Linked DNA regions of Mus musculus: region 2 is linked to region 1. The links are chromatin contacts, called in public HiChIP or PLAC-seq maps. All regions are on one chromosome and are shown on one strand. Each heading gives the region's core, a stretch centred on a gene start, on an enhancer-like site or on the middle of the called end of the contact. The rest is flanking DNA. Distances are from core to core; before and after follow the strand shown. Region 1 holds the start of Prkcd (protein kinase C, delta). Region 2 has its middle 19 kb from the start of Sfmbt1.

Region 1 (6,017 bases), core at 3,113-5,612:
CCAGCTGAGCCTAGCCCTGAATCAGGAAGCTGGGGAGATGGAGAGAGAACCAGGAGACCACTCAGTCCTTCTGGGAGACTCCATTCTATTCCCAAGCCAGCATTCAACCTACATGGAGCATAGGTGAGCCTGTTCCCTTGTGACATGAGGACAGTTTGAGGAACCATGGAAAAGCTGACACCGCCACCCTAACCTCTCGTTTACTACTTTCCCTCCAACTGACCAAAAACAGTGTCATTGCTCCTTCGCCCATGTGGACAGGCTGGTTCCAGTCCTCTGAGTTCCAAGGCCAAAGCCACAACCAGGTATTAGGCAGGAAGCCCTTTAAGCACAAAAAAGCAAAGGGCACCTCCCCTGGACACTGCTTCACAGCCAGAATGTACCGGGATCCAGCCAGTCCCACTGGAAGCTGACAAGCCTTGAAGAGGAAGGGCGCCCTGGCACATTGCCCACCTGCCTGAAATGACCTATCTCACCTGCGCTCCCAGCTCCTGCTCATCGTGGCTCCTGCTGGGCTGCGGCTACTCACTAACCACCAGAAGTAAGTAGGCCCAACGCCCTTGCCTGGGCTAATTCCCAACAGACCTGTAGGAACAGGAGAAAACAGCTGAGCTGGGAAGCACAGCCAAGCAGGCCCCAGCACCAGCCGGCCTCCACACAGCCAGCACAGGTCAGCTCAGCTCTGCTGGGAAAAGGTAGTCAGGTTCTCTGGACTTGACTTTCTCTTCTGAGAATGGCCATTCGGCCCAAATTCTCTTGGGAACCAGCTATGTGTCCCTTCGATGTTAGGGTCTAGAACACCGTGTCCTTGCCCTTAGACTAACATTTCTAGCATGGTAAGAAGACCATGGAACACGGTGTGTGTGTGTGTGTGTGTGTGTGTGTGTGTGTGTGAAGAATACTTGGTCTGACCCTTCTGTCAAGGAGGCCCTCAGAGAATTCCTTTGAGCTGGCTTCAAATTCACTATGTAAACCAGGTAAGACTTTTTTTGAGACTGGGTCTCTGTGTGTCTCCTTGGCTGTGAGATCCCCTTCCTCTGCCTCCTGGGCGCTGGGATTAAAGGCATGTGCCACTCAGCCCGGCTCCGAGCCTCTTTTTTACGTTGAGGAAAATGTTACCGCTCCACTGCCAAGGCGGCTCTGAGGTTTTAAGACGTGTCCTGCCAGCTCCTGTGCTAGAGTCACAATGAAGAAAGCGATGGCCAGGCATGGTGGAACACACCTGTAAGCCTAGCTGCTCAGAAGCCTGAGGCATAAAAAACAAAAGTTCAAGGCTAGCCTGGGCTACATGGAAAGTTCGAGGACAGCCTTGGCAACTTAATGAGACTTTGTCTCAAAAAAAAAAAGTTTAAGATGTAGTTTAGCAGTACTTCCAAGAAAGGCCTTGGGTTTGATCTTCAGTACCACCAAAAAAGCCAGAGAGATGAGAGAGTAACAGATAGTGACCCATCTTAGTCCTTGTTTTGTAGTCTCAGGTGATTCTCACACTACTATTGCACCATTATACAGCTGAGAAAACTGAGGTTCAGAGATAGCCTGAACAGGAGGAATGGCAAAAGCATAGTGTGCTGGCCTAGGTTTCCTGGCATTCCCTCTGCAAGTTCTCCCAGCCAGAGACTCCATCGCTACTTTCTGAAGGAAGCAGCAGCCTCCCTCCAGCTTTATCTTTCCATCAGTTCTTCAAATTATTTCTAGTTTAAATGTAAACTCCAATTAGCTGTTGCCAGATAAACGGTGTGAGGGCCCAGCAGCAGTCACAGTTCTGAGTCACCCTTACAGTCCCCATCGGAGCTACAGAGACTGGGGGCCGCTTGGGTGGGGCTGAGCAGAGGCAGGTCCTGACACTGTGAAGAAGCCCTCCTCGTAAGCAGCCTAGTCAGGGAGACAAAGGAGGCAACCTACACGCCACGTGTGGGAAATATGGTTGGGAACTCTCTGGGTTCCCATTCATCCCAGATTCCAGAAGGGGACACACAGCCAGGGACAGCCCCACGTAAGCCTTCACTTGCACACCACTCGCAGTGTGGCCAAGACTGCTGAAGAGCCATCGACCTCTGAGCCCTCACTTTCTCCATCCCACAAAAGAAGCTCAACATAGTGGCGAGGCTGGGCTTGGGACTCCTGCTCTTAAAGGGCATAGTAAGTATTTGACTCCATTGCTTTTTGGTCCAGACCCTGAGGTCTCAATCATACCATTATAACCCCAGGACTTGTCCCTAGCTCTCTTCATCTCTCCAGGAGCCAGGGCTGGGCTTGTGCACGCCAAGCACACACACAGTGCTTCCTGCTCCCATAAACTCATGGGCAGCCGGACACTCACCTTCCCTCACCTCCTAGCACACCCCTCCTGTTGCTATTACCCACACTCAACCTCTCTGTTACCCACAAGCCCCATCACTCCTCAATACACACCCGCAGTTTCATACAGTCAGACTGTGAGTCTCCTACCAGTCACCCTTTGCTACTGGAGTTCCATATGGCAGTGTCACCTTCCACACAGTCCTGTCATATACCTGAGCCTTTACAGTATCGTACAAAGATACTGTCACTGAGAAACAAAACACACACACACACACACACACACACACACACACAGAGCAGCCGCCCTCTGCTGGCCTGTTCACCACACCCCAATCTAATCCATAGCAGGAACGAGGAAACCCAGTCCCCTCCTCTGTCCCTGATCAGCTTGGTCATAGAGGATCAGTAGCAGAGGAAGAAGAACCGAATATGATTAGAGGCACGCTTACACACAAGCCTAGGGGGTCGGCACACCGATAGCGTGGGCTCCCACAATTAAAGGAATGAATGTACTCTGGCCAGAGGGTTGTTGTGATATAATGCACAGACCTTTGGAACACACAGGGACACAGAGACATGAGCAAGCCAAGGCACAAAATATACAGGGGAAGCCTCTACATACAAGGCATGATTACCAAGTTGCACGGGGCACACACCAAGCCTCAGAACACACAGACAGCCATGAAGTATATGCAAGTCACACGTGAAAAAGGACACATTCACAGGGGAAGTCCCACTATGACAAATAATACACAAAGAGACAAGATACACACTATACTCACAAGTCCAGACACAGATACTACAGCAACAGAAGCCAGACTCCTCCGAGGGCCCAGGGTAGCGGCCAAAGGAAAAAGGGATCTCCCCCACTCAGTCTAAGTCCTCCAGGTTTGAGTGGGGTGCTGAGTGAGGCTCCCTTCTCTCCCCTCCCCTGTATAAGAGAGTTGGGGAAGTGGGAGCAGTTGTGATGGTGCTCCCTCTCCACTGCCAGCCGGCAGGGCAGAGCACTCCCGTCACTGCTGTCCTCATCACCTTACTGGGCCCCCAGAGGGGGTGGCGTCTCTCCAGTGGGACAGAGACTGACAGCACCAGGCAGAGACCACCCGGAGAAGGGACACGGGGGATCAGAGAGGACAGGGGAATGGTGGAGGCTGGAGCCACGCCCAGCTCAGAGACAGATGGAAAGCCAAGAAAGACACCGAGACTGAAAGAAGAGATAGGGCAAGGAGGCGGCGCCGTGAGAGTCCGCCCGCCTGGGACCCAAGCACTGGAGGCTAGGGAGACAGGCGGCCCGCCCTCCGCCCGGTGGTGAAAAGGACCGGAGACTGGACTGGCAGGGGCAGGCGAGCGTGGGCTGGGGGTGCGGCTCTGGGAGGACTGGGTCGAGGGGACGGCGGATCTGGTGGGGGTGGGGAGACGGAGTACACGGACGGCGAGGGGCAAACAGACCTGGCCTGGGAGCAGAGGACCAGGCAAGAGGGGGTGGGGACCGACGAATGTGCAGAGTCCCCTGAGAGATTTGAGAAGATCGGACGGTCCCTCGGCGGGGATAAAGACACACAGGGGTGGAGTAGGGGGTTAAAGATGCTGGGAGTAGTCGGGCCTGGGCTCCAGCCGTCGAAGAGAGGGTCAGACCGACCAGGGTATGGAGGCACCGGCGGGTCTCCGTGCTCGGCGGGACTTTGGCTGCTCCTGGCTCAGTTTCTCAGTTTCAGAACCAGGAGCCAGAGAAGAAAGCGGGGAATGGAGACTACGGGCGAGGAAAAGGGGGAGAAAGGCCGCTGCGCCCTCGAGTTAACTCGGACCCCGCGCCCGGGCCCAGCTCTCACTCACCTCCCGACGCAGGGCCAGGCGCCAGGGGTCCCGGCGAGCCGGGGTCCGTCTCGTGGCGCGGCTCTCCCGGATGCGCGTGGACGGGGAGGTAGGCACAAGTCTGATCCGGACGGGTCCGGAGGCCAGTGGGGACCTCCCGGGTCCCGGCTCGAAGGGTAGATGTCCACGGGCCGCTCGCGGGATCCCCGCGGCCGCCGCCTCCTGCTCTGGCGCCGCGGCACACGGAAGTGCAAAGGGGAGGGGCTGCGCGACCTCACCCAGGTGCCGGCCCCGGTCCCGCCCCCACTCAGGACCCGCCCCACGGGCGCCCGCCCCTTCGAAGCTCCGCCCACGTGAGCTGGGGGTCCAGCGCGTCTCAGCCTCTTTGAGTTGCAAGTCCTTGGGTCCCCAGATCTGTTAGCCGTCTCTGGCTCTTGTGGCGCCTCGCCTGCCAGTGGCACGCAGGCCATCCCATCTCAGGGGACTAATTTATAGAGGAGGACTCCGAGGCCAAGTTGGGGGGTGGGGTTGAGCACTGCACACACAATGGAGCCCAGGAGGCACCGACGGGGCTTCCCCAACTACTTGCGCCCACACCCGGGACTCCCCACTGGCCAGCTGGCCCGCCTTGCCTGGCCTCATTCCTCTTCCTGCTGGCTTGAGCAGAGCCACGCCGCCAGGCCTGCCGGTTCCAGTCCTGCCCGAGAGAAGGAGCTGGGAGGTCTCCAGGGCGAGAGGTTCTAGCCAGTTTGTCTCAGCACTGCTCCTCAGACAATTGTGGGAATTGCCTCTGCCCCCATCTCACTGTCTTTCCTGAGCCCACGGTTCAGAGCTCCCCTTGCTCAGTCAAGCTCATAAGAGGGATTTGATTGTCAGCTGTAACTCATTCACTCATTAAGGGTCCCCTGGGCCCAAAGTCTGAGCACCAAATGGGAGCCAGGGACTCCATTTTTCTGTCCCCAAAGCCCAGAACACTAAGCTGTTACATTATACTTACCCAAAGAAATGACTTCCTGGGCTGGGCAGATGATCGTTTTTTCTAGCACGCAGAGAGCGCTGTGTTTGACCCCCACCACAGAGTAAACCACAGATGGAGGCTCAGAATAATACTCCAGTGCTCAGGGGGAGAAAGCAGGAGAATAGAGTGTGGACGCCAGCCTGTTCATGAGAGACCTTGTCTCAACAAAACCAAACAAACGAGAACTCTTCCTGGGAGGATACAAGAGGGTTCTAATAGCCCAAGATACCTAAGTTCCTTCTGGAAAACTACCTAGAAGGAATAGAAGTCTAGACAGCTCTTTGCCGACTGAGATCAAGAGAAGTGCTGCTGCAGGGGCTGGTGAGATGGCTCAGTGGGTAAGAGCACCCGACTGCTCTTCCGAAGGTCAGGAGTTCAAATCCCAGCAACCACATGGTGGCTCACAACCATCCTTAACGAGATCTGACTCCCTCTTCTGGAGTGTCTGAGGACAGCTACAGTGTACTTACATATAATAAATAAAAAAATAAAAAAAATAAAAAGAGAAGTGCTGCCCCACCCGTGGAGGCTTGAAACTTCCAGGGATGGGGGACCCTGGCAGAGATGTGGGGCTCCAAACCTTATTTTAAATGTACATTGGGGATTGAGCTAGAGAGAGGAAACCACAATGACTCGTCCCTTCTGTAGAAAGAGGAAGGCTGCTGCTTCCCTCTACCCTGAAAGAAAGAGGACCCAGTTTGAAAATTAGTATTTAAGTCCCCAGTCCTGATAACTGTCCCCACCCCATGACAGTGGATTCTTCCCACAAAGTTGACTGGGCAAATTGGATTCCTTCTGGAACCTTCTGCCTCACATCAGGCTTGTAAGCATGCTGTTTCCTGGGTCATTTCCTATTAACATTCCTCTACCTGTCTCTGCTGTGTCT
Region 2 (5,418 bases), core at 1,009-3,508, 70 kb after region 1:
TTCTACAGCCCTGCATTTTCTCATTACCAACCCCTGCCTTCTCAGCTGTTGACATTTTGGACCAGGCCATGCAGTTTTCAACTGTGCAGTCTGGGTTCTCTAAAGCCCAGGTGAATACAGCCATGGCCTAAGGAGTTGAGGAGACCACCTCATTCTGAGATTGGCAGAGGCCGGACTTGCAGCTCCTCCTAGGTGCACAATGGGACACTTCTCATCTCTATTGGGGCCCAGACAGTGACAGCAGGGAGCAGGCTGGTAGGCAACTGAAAGAAAGAGGAGGGCCCAGAGCCAAGGCACTGCTTTCCAGGAAGTGGCTATGTTTCTCCATTGCTGAGACCATCACTTTCAACACTTTGCCTCCAGCCTGCCATCACATCTTCCATCTGTGCGGTCAAGCACGAACCTCTGAAGGAGAAATGGAGCTGGCCCCTTGTAAGGCAACTGCTGTAGGTTATACATCACAAGTGAGTCAGGATGGGACACCCTGGCATCAGGTGAGCCCTAGCCTACCTGTTTTTAGTTAGAGGCTCTGTAGAATAGCATGGTTCATCTAGGGTTGCCTTCCAGCTCCTGGCGCTCAGTGGGGTCCTGTAATAGAACAGCTTCCCTGCAGAAGGAATCTTTTCCATCATCATGTGTTACATTCTGTCCTTTTCTGCAGTAAAAAGTGCCCTTAAGTTAAGGAGTTGTTGCTACTGTCACAATTGTGGAACAGCTCTGAGGTCAAAGGTTTCCCCCAATGCAAGTGTTACAGCTCTGAAGGGAAATGTATCCTGGCAGGCAGGGAAAGTCACTCTGCACAACAGACCTCACAGAAGAGATTTATTGGGAACATCACAAGAGGGTGGCCACCTCTGCTCAGCTGAGAAGTCGCTGGACCCGAAGCAGAAGCCTGAGCAGGCTTTATATAGGTGCTTCTTAAGGGCGAGTGACTTTCCAGGGTGGCCTAGGAGTGGTGGTAAGATTTTGTGACCTGATCTTGGGGCAAGCTCAGAGATTGGTGGCCTAATCATAGACAGCCTGTAGGGTGGAGCTTGCTGCCTGCATCTTGATGGAAATGGCCGTAAGAGTAGTCTGGGCCGTAAGAGTAGCCATCATGATTGGAATGGCTTACAATAATGTCTCTCTGGCTTGGCAAATGCCTTAGGTAGAAGTCACCTGTCTTCCCTGGGTCACTGGGGACAGAAGGTGAAAATGTCACAGCCCCAGGCCTTCCTTCCCACCAGCCTCCTACTCTGAATCTTATCCACACCTCTGTCATCTGTCACAAGGCCTGGGCTGTGGAATGAAGTTGGGTTCTCCATCAGTGCCCATCAGTGAACACTGACTAACTAAGACATGACTGCTTTACTCACATTGGGAGGCGACAAATGAAGGCATGTTTCTAGTTCCTGTCTGGGAGATCCTGGCACTCTTTCCAGTGTGTGGATCTAGTGTGGCTTCCTGCAGGCCTGCTGAGTGAGAAAAAGGGAAGTCTGGGGGAGACCAGACTTCACCCTGTCTCACACACTCCTCACTCTTAGGAACCTTCTTTGAAAATCATGACATAGTAGGTGTGATGAGCTGAGCCTCCAATCCCAGCACTCAGGAAGCGTGACAGAAGGAGGCCAGCCTAGGCTACAGAGACCCTGCCTCAGGAGAAAAAGGGTATCGTGAATGGTGATAGAGTGAACAAGGTTGCCAGAGGCCCCTCTCAGAAGGGCTTTCAGTTCTTGGGAGAGTTAGGCATCAGCTCACAAAGAGAAGCTGGCAATCCCGGAACTTCAGACTTCATGGGTAAAGGTCTAGCCCCACAACATTGTCTGCCCCACTCCTCCAGACAGAGCCTGCCTTGGGTTCCATGGGAGAAATCACAAAGACTCCAGAGAATAAGCCATTGTCGCCAGAAGACAAACAGCAGTGTTTTCCTCTGTACATACTTGGACAGAATAGAGATGTTCCTCACATAGTCTTTCTTGTTTCCCTAGCGTGTTGACATAATTTCAGAAAAAGACAGACTAGCATGGTACATCTTTATGTTCTCAAATTAGAGCTGAAGATTACTCTCTTCCCCATGTGGCCTCTGATGTCCCTAAGAGGCATGTCTGTAATGACAAGAACATGTTCTGCAGGTGTGCAGATGTCAGACCATGGGGGGCAATTGAAGGACAGAGCTGCGTACATTTGTTTCTTTTGTAACTGAGTGAAATCGTGTGGTTCTGGCTGCCAGCAGGGCTCATGGGCACAGTGCCCAAGTCCACGGGTTATTCTTGCCTCTGCTTCCTCTTGGCAATCCTTGCAACAGACCGAGTAATGGAAGGCCTGGCACTGGATGGAAGGCCACCAGAGGGTGTCCTGTTATCTTATTTCTTCTACATCATCAGTGGGAAATTAGCTTATGTTCATGTCTATATTTTCAAGCACCCATCAGGGATCTCTCTCTCTCTCTCTCTCTCTCTCTCTCTCTCTCTCTGTGTGTGTGTGTGTGTGTGTTTTTCACATTATGAAACCAGGTATATAGATAGCATACACTTCTTTTTTTTTATAGTATAGAATAGAATACAGTTTATTCAGGGCATGAGGATGGGAGGTAAAGGGGTAGTAGAGGCAGAGAAAGAGAGAGAGAGAGAAAGAGAGAGAGAGGAGGCTGGCCATGAGCATATGGAGGGAGAGGTGGGGGAGGAAGTTGGGGAGAGAGGGGATAAGGGACAAAAAGACAGAGCAGGAGCAAGAAGACAAGAGCGTAGCACACACTTCTAATCCCAACACTTGGGAAGATGAACAGGAAGTTTGTTTATAGCCTGGGCTACGGAATGAGATACTATCTCAGAACAACAACAACAAAAACAAAAAAAAAAAATCATAGAAGCCCAGGGGAGTCAGAGTTGAGCAGTCCCTCAGTGGTGGGATGGGGAGTTGAGAGCTAGTGGGCCTGTGTACTTCAAGACCAGAGCCTGGACACAGCCACATTCAAGTAGGAGTGCTAGATCAGTGTAGTGCTCACCATGGAGTCTGAATGTGTCTACGTGCTGTGCTTTTTGATGATAAGTGATGTTATCTCTTGATATTGTGTATTGCGTTATTACCTGTGCCTATGGTATGTATACATGCCCATGTGTGTGTTCACATGTATATGGATGTGTTTGTGTAGGTGTGTGTATATGGATATGCAGAGGCCAGTTGAGCTGAGGCATCTTCCCTCCATTGCCCTCTTTACTGAGGTCTCTCACTGAGCCTGGAGCTCACAGACTCAGTTCAGTTACTCTAGCCAGCCAGTTTTCCCTGGGGACCCCCTGTCTTTGTTTTCTGAATGCTGGGATTACTGGGAAGCTAAGGCTCCGAAGAGTAGAAAGATGGAGCAGAAGTGTAGAGCTAACTAAGAGATACAGTTATGGTCATGGGCTGCCTCTGACCAAGGGATGCCGTAGCCTCATGAATAGGACGTTTCACATGTAATCCCTACAACACAGAGCAGGGGCTTCTGACCTTCACGGTAGAGGTCAGGGGCAGGTTTCGTGTCCATCCTAAGGGACTAGTTGTGGTGAATCCCTCCAAACCTATTTTCTATCTCAGACTGAGAGCAAGCCAGACCTTCAGTTTGGCTTGACAGGAAGATCTGTGCTTTTCTAAAACCACCACCTAGCTGCTTTATGTTAACATGCTAAACTATCCCTACCTGACTGCCAGGATAAACTATCCCTACCTGACTGCCAGGCTGAGGCATCTCTCTAGGGTCACCTGCACCACGCTTGTTGCAGACAGGGCTGCTCTTTGTTACCTATCCAGCAGGGCTAAGCCCATTGCCAACGTGGGCGATTCTTCTCTATACCCAGTCAAAGGAGGCTGAAGTTAATTTGGGGGAACATATAAAGGTTCAGGCTAGAAGCCCTAGGTCCAAGGTCCCAGTCATACAAGAGTGCTAGTTCACACATAGGCAAGTCCCAGACTTGGTGAACCAAGTCCTTAAGGGCACATCCTAAACAGAGAGATCTAAGGACCATCATTCAGTTACAAGGCCTACTTAGCTTAGCCACCGTGTACAGTACTGCCAAGCACGTGTTTCCGCGGCCATATCGCAAGTGAGCTTTGCGTTTATGTCTACCCTAGGAGCATAGGGAGAGAGAGTATACAGATGCATCTTCCTTGCCTCAGACAGCAAGAGACAGGGGGCATGTATCAGAGGCATGGATGACATGGGGGGACACACAGATTTTTTTCGTGTGTCTGAAGACAACTCACCAGGATTTAATCTGTAACTCGAATTCAGTCGGCTAAGTAAGGCTAAGAAGTGTGTGGTTGTCATGGCAACACCAAATTGCCCAGGACCAGGTTGGTCTCTAAGGGGGGTGGGGTGTGCAGAGCCAAGCCTCTATCTCCTTGTTAGAGATTGTTGCGAAGAATAGAAAGCATTCTTCCCACTACCACAGCTCAGGGTGTCTGAGCTGTCGGTGTAGAACAAATAAGCCAGGCTGCCTCTGCCCTTCGCTCTGAGACGAAGGGCCCAGATTGCCCAGGTATACCGCGTTCCAAAGGCAACCCTTTATTCAGGGAATACTTGCCATCCTTAACGACTAGATGTCTCAGGCTGTACCCTTCTCCTGAGGGCTAGCCCCGCCCCAGAGAGCTCACATTTGGAGCCTTTTGATTCTAGTGTTCAGCTTCCACCTGTTGCCTGGTATATGGGCACCACTTGGCTCATCACCCGAGCCTAGTCTGAAGGATCAGAGAACCTACAGCCTCACCTGGAGTGCCAGCAGCTGAGGCCTCCATTTCCAAGCACGTAGCCTGATTACCTGGCCCCTTCCTTTCCACCAAGCACGAAAGGGCCAGCTGGGGATTGATTGCCTTGGCCTAGATAGCAGTAGGCAGAGGAGGAGAGGGCTGCTCAAGTGGGGAAGTAGTTAAGCCTTCTCTGTTCCCCAGCCTCACTCCTTATATCTCTGTTCTCTTCTGACCAATCTGTGCTCTTGGGCCCTTAGAACAAGGGCCTAGCCACTCAGCAAGCCTCTGAGGGCTCCCAGCCAGCCAAGTCTGGCATGTCCATCTCCGTGGTCCCTAGGGGGTACTCAAGAAGGGACTCCCAAGGACACCTAAAACATGGAGGTATGAATGGTTGACTTGGGTAGTAAGGAGTGGGAACAAAAGAAATGAGACTGTCCAGATTTGGGGAGAGGAATCTGGTAGGCTGAGTTCAAAAAGCCGTAAATGTCAGGCTGAGAAAAGGGCTGTTTGGTCCTCATCTGCATCCACTGTCCTGCAATGACTCCCATCTTCTAGGAGGCTCACAGGGGTCCTTGGCAGATGTGACCCCATTATTTCATCTCCTTCAGAGACACAGACACCTGAGGGCCCATCCCCCAAAGCCTATTTCATGTGGCCCCTAAAATAAACGACACTGGCTGCATGAGATCCAGCAGACCCTGTTGCTTTTGCTGCGTG

The links. HiChIP or PLAC-seq counts read pairs in DNA pulled down with a chosen protein or histone mark.
Region 2: a contact with region 1 is called in an H3K27ac HiChIP or PLAC-seq map of microglia, with 3 times the contacts expected there. The contact joins the enhancer-like site here to the promoter of Prkcd in region 1. A contact is called at or near these places in 9 of 39 promoter capture datasets (cranial neural crest, embryonic stem cells, fetal liver and 2 more), 2 of 484 Hi-C or Micro-C datasets (the MC38 cell line and nephron progenitors), 7 of 115 datasets of contacts at active chromatin or transcription factors (the HPC-7 cell line, the SCID.adh cell line, bone marrow-derived dendritic cells and 3 more) and 3 of 9 other capture datasets (adipose tissue, macrophages and pancreatic islet).

What each region holds. Positions count from the first base shown.
Region 1 is chr14:30,621,846-30,627,862 of GRCm38.p6, forward strand. Prkcd (protein kinase C, delta) reads right to left here and starts at 4,363. Exons shown (of 18, transcript NM_011103.3): 1 at 4,135-4,363.
Region 2 is chr14:30,693,548-30,698,965 of GRCm38.p6, forward strand. No RefSeq gene overlaps it. Among named protein-coding and RNA genes, the nearest start is that of Sfmbt1, 19 kb to the right of the region's middle. Within about 2 kb of position 2,259, at least 94 of the 459 cell types and tissues checked have an H3K27ac peak or open chromatin away from gene starts, as enhancers often do. A contact at or near this core is called in the HPC-7 cell line, adipose tissue, bone marrow-derived macrophages and 3 more, where this site is marked.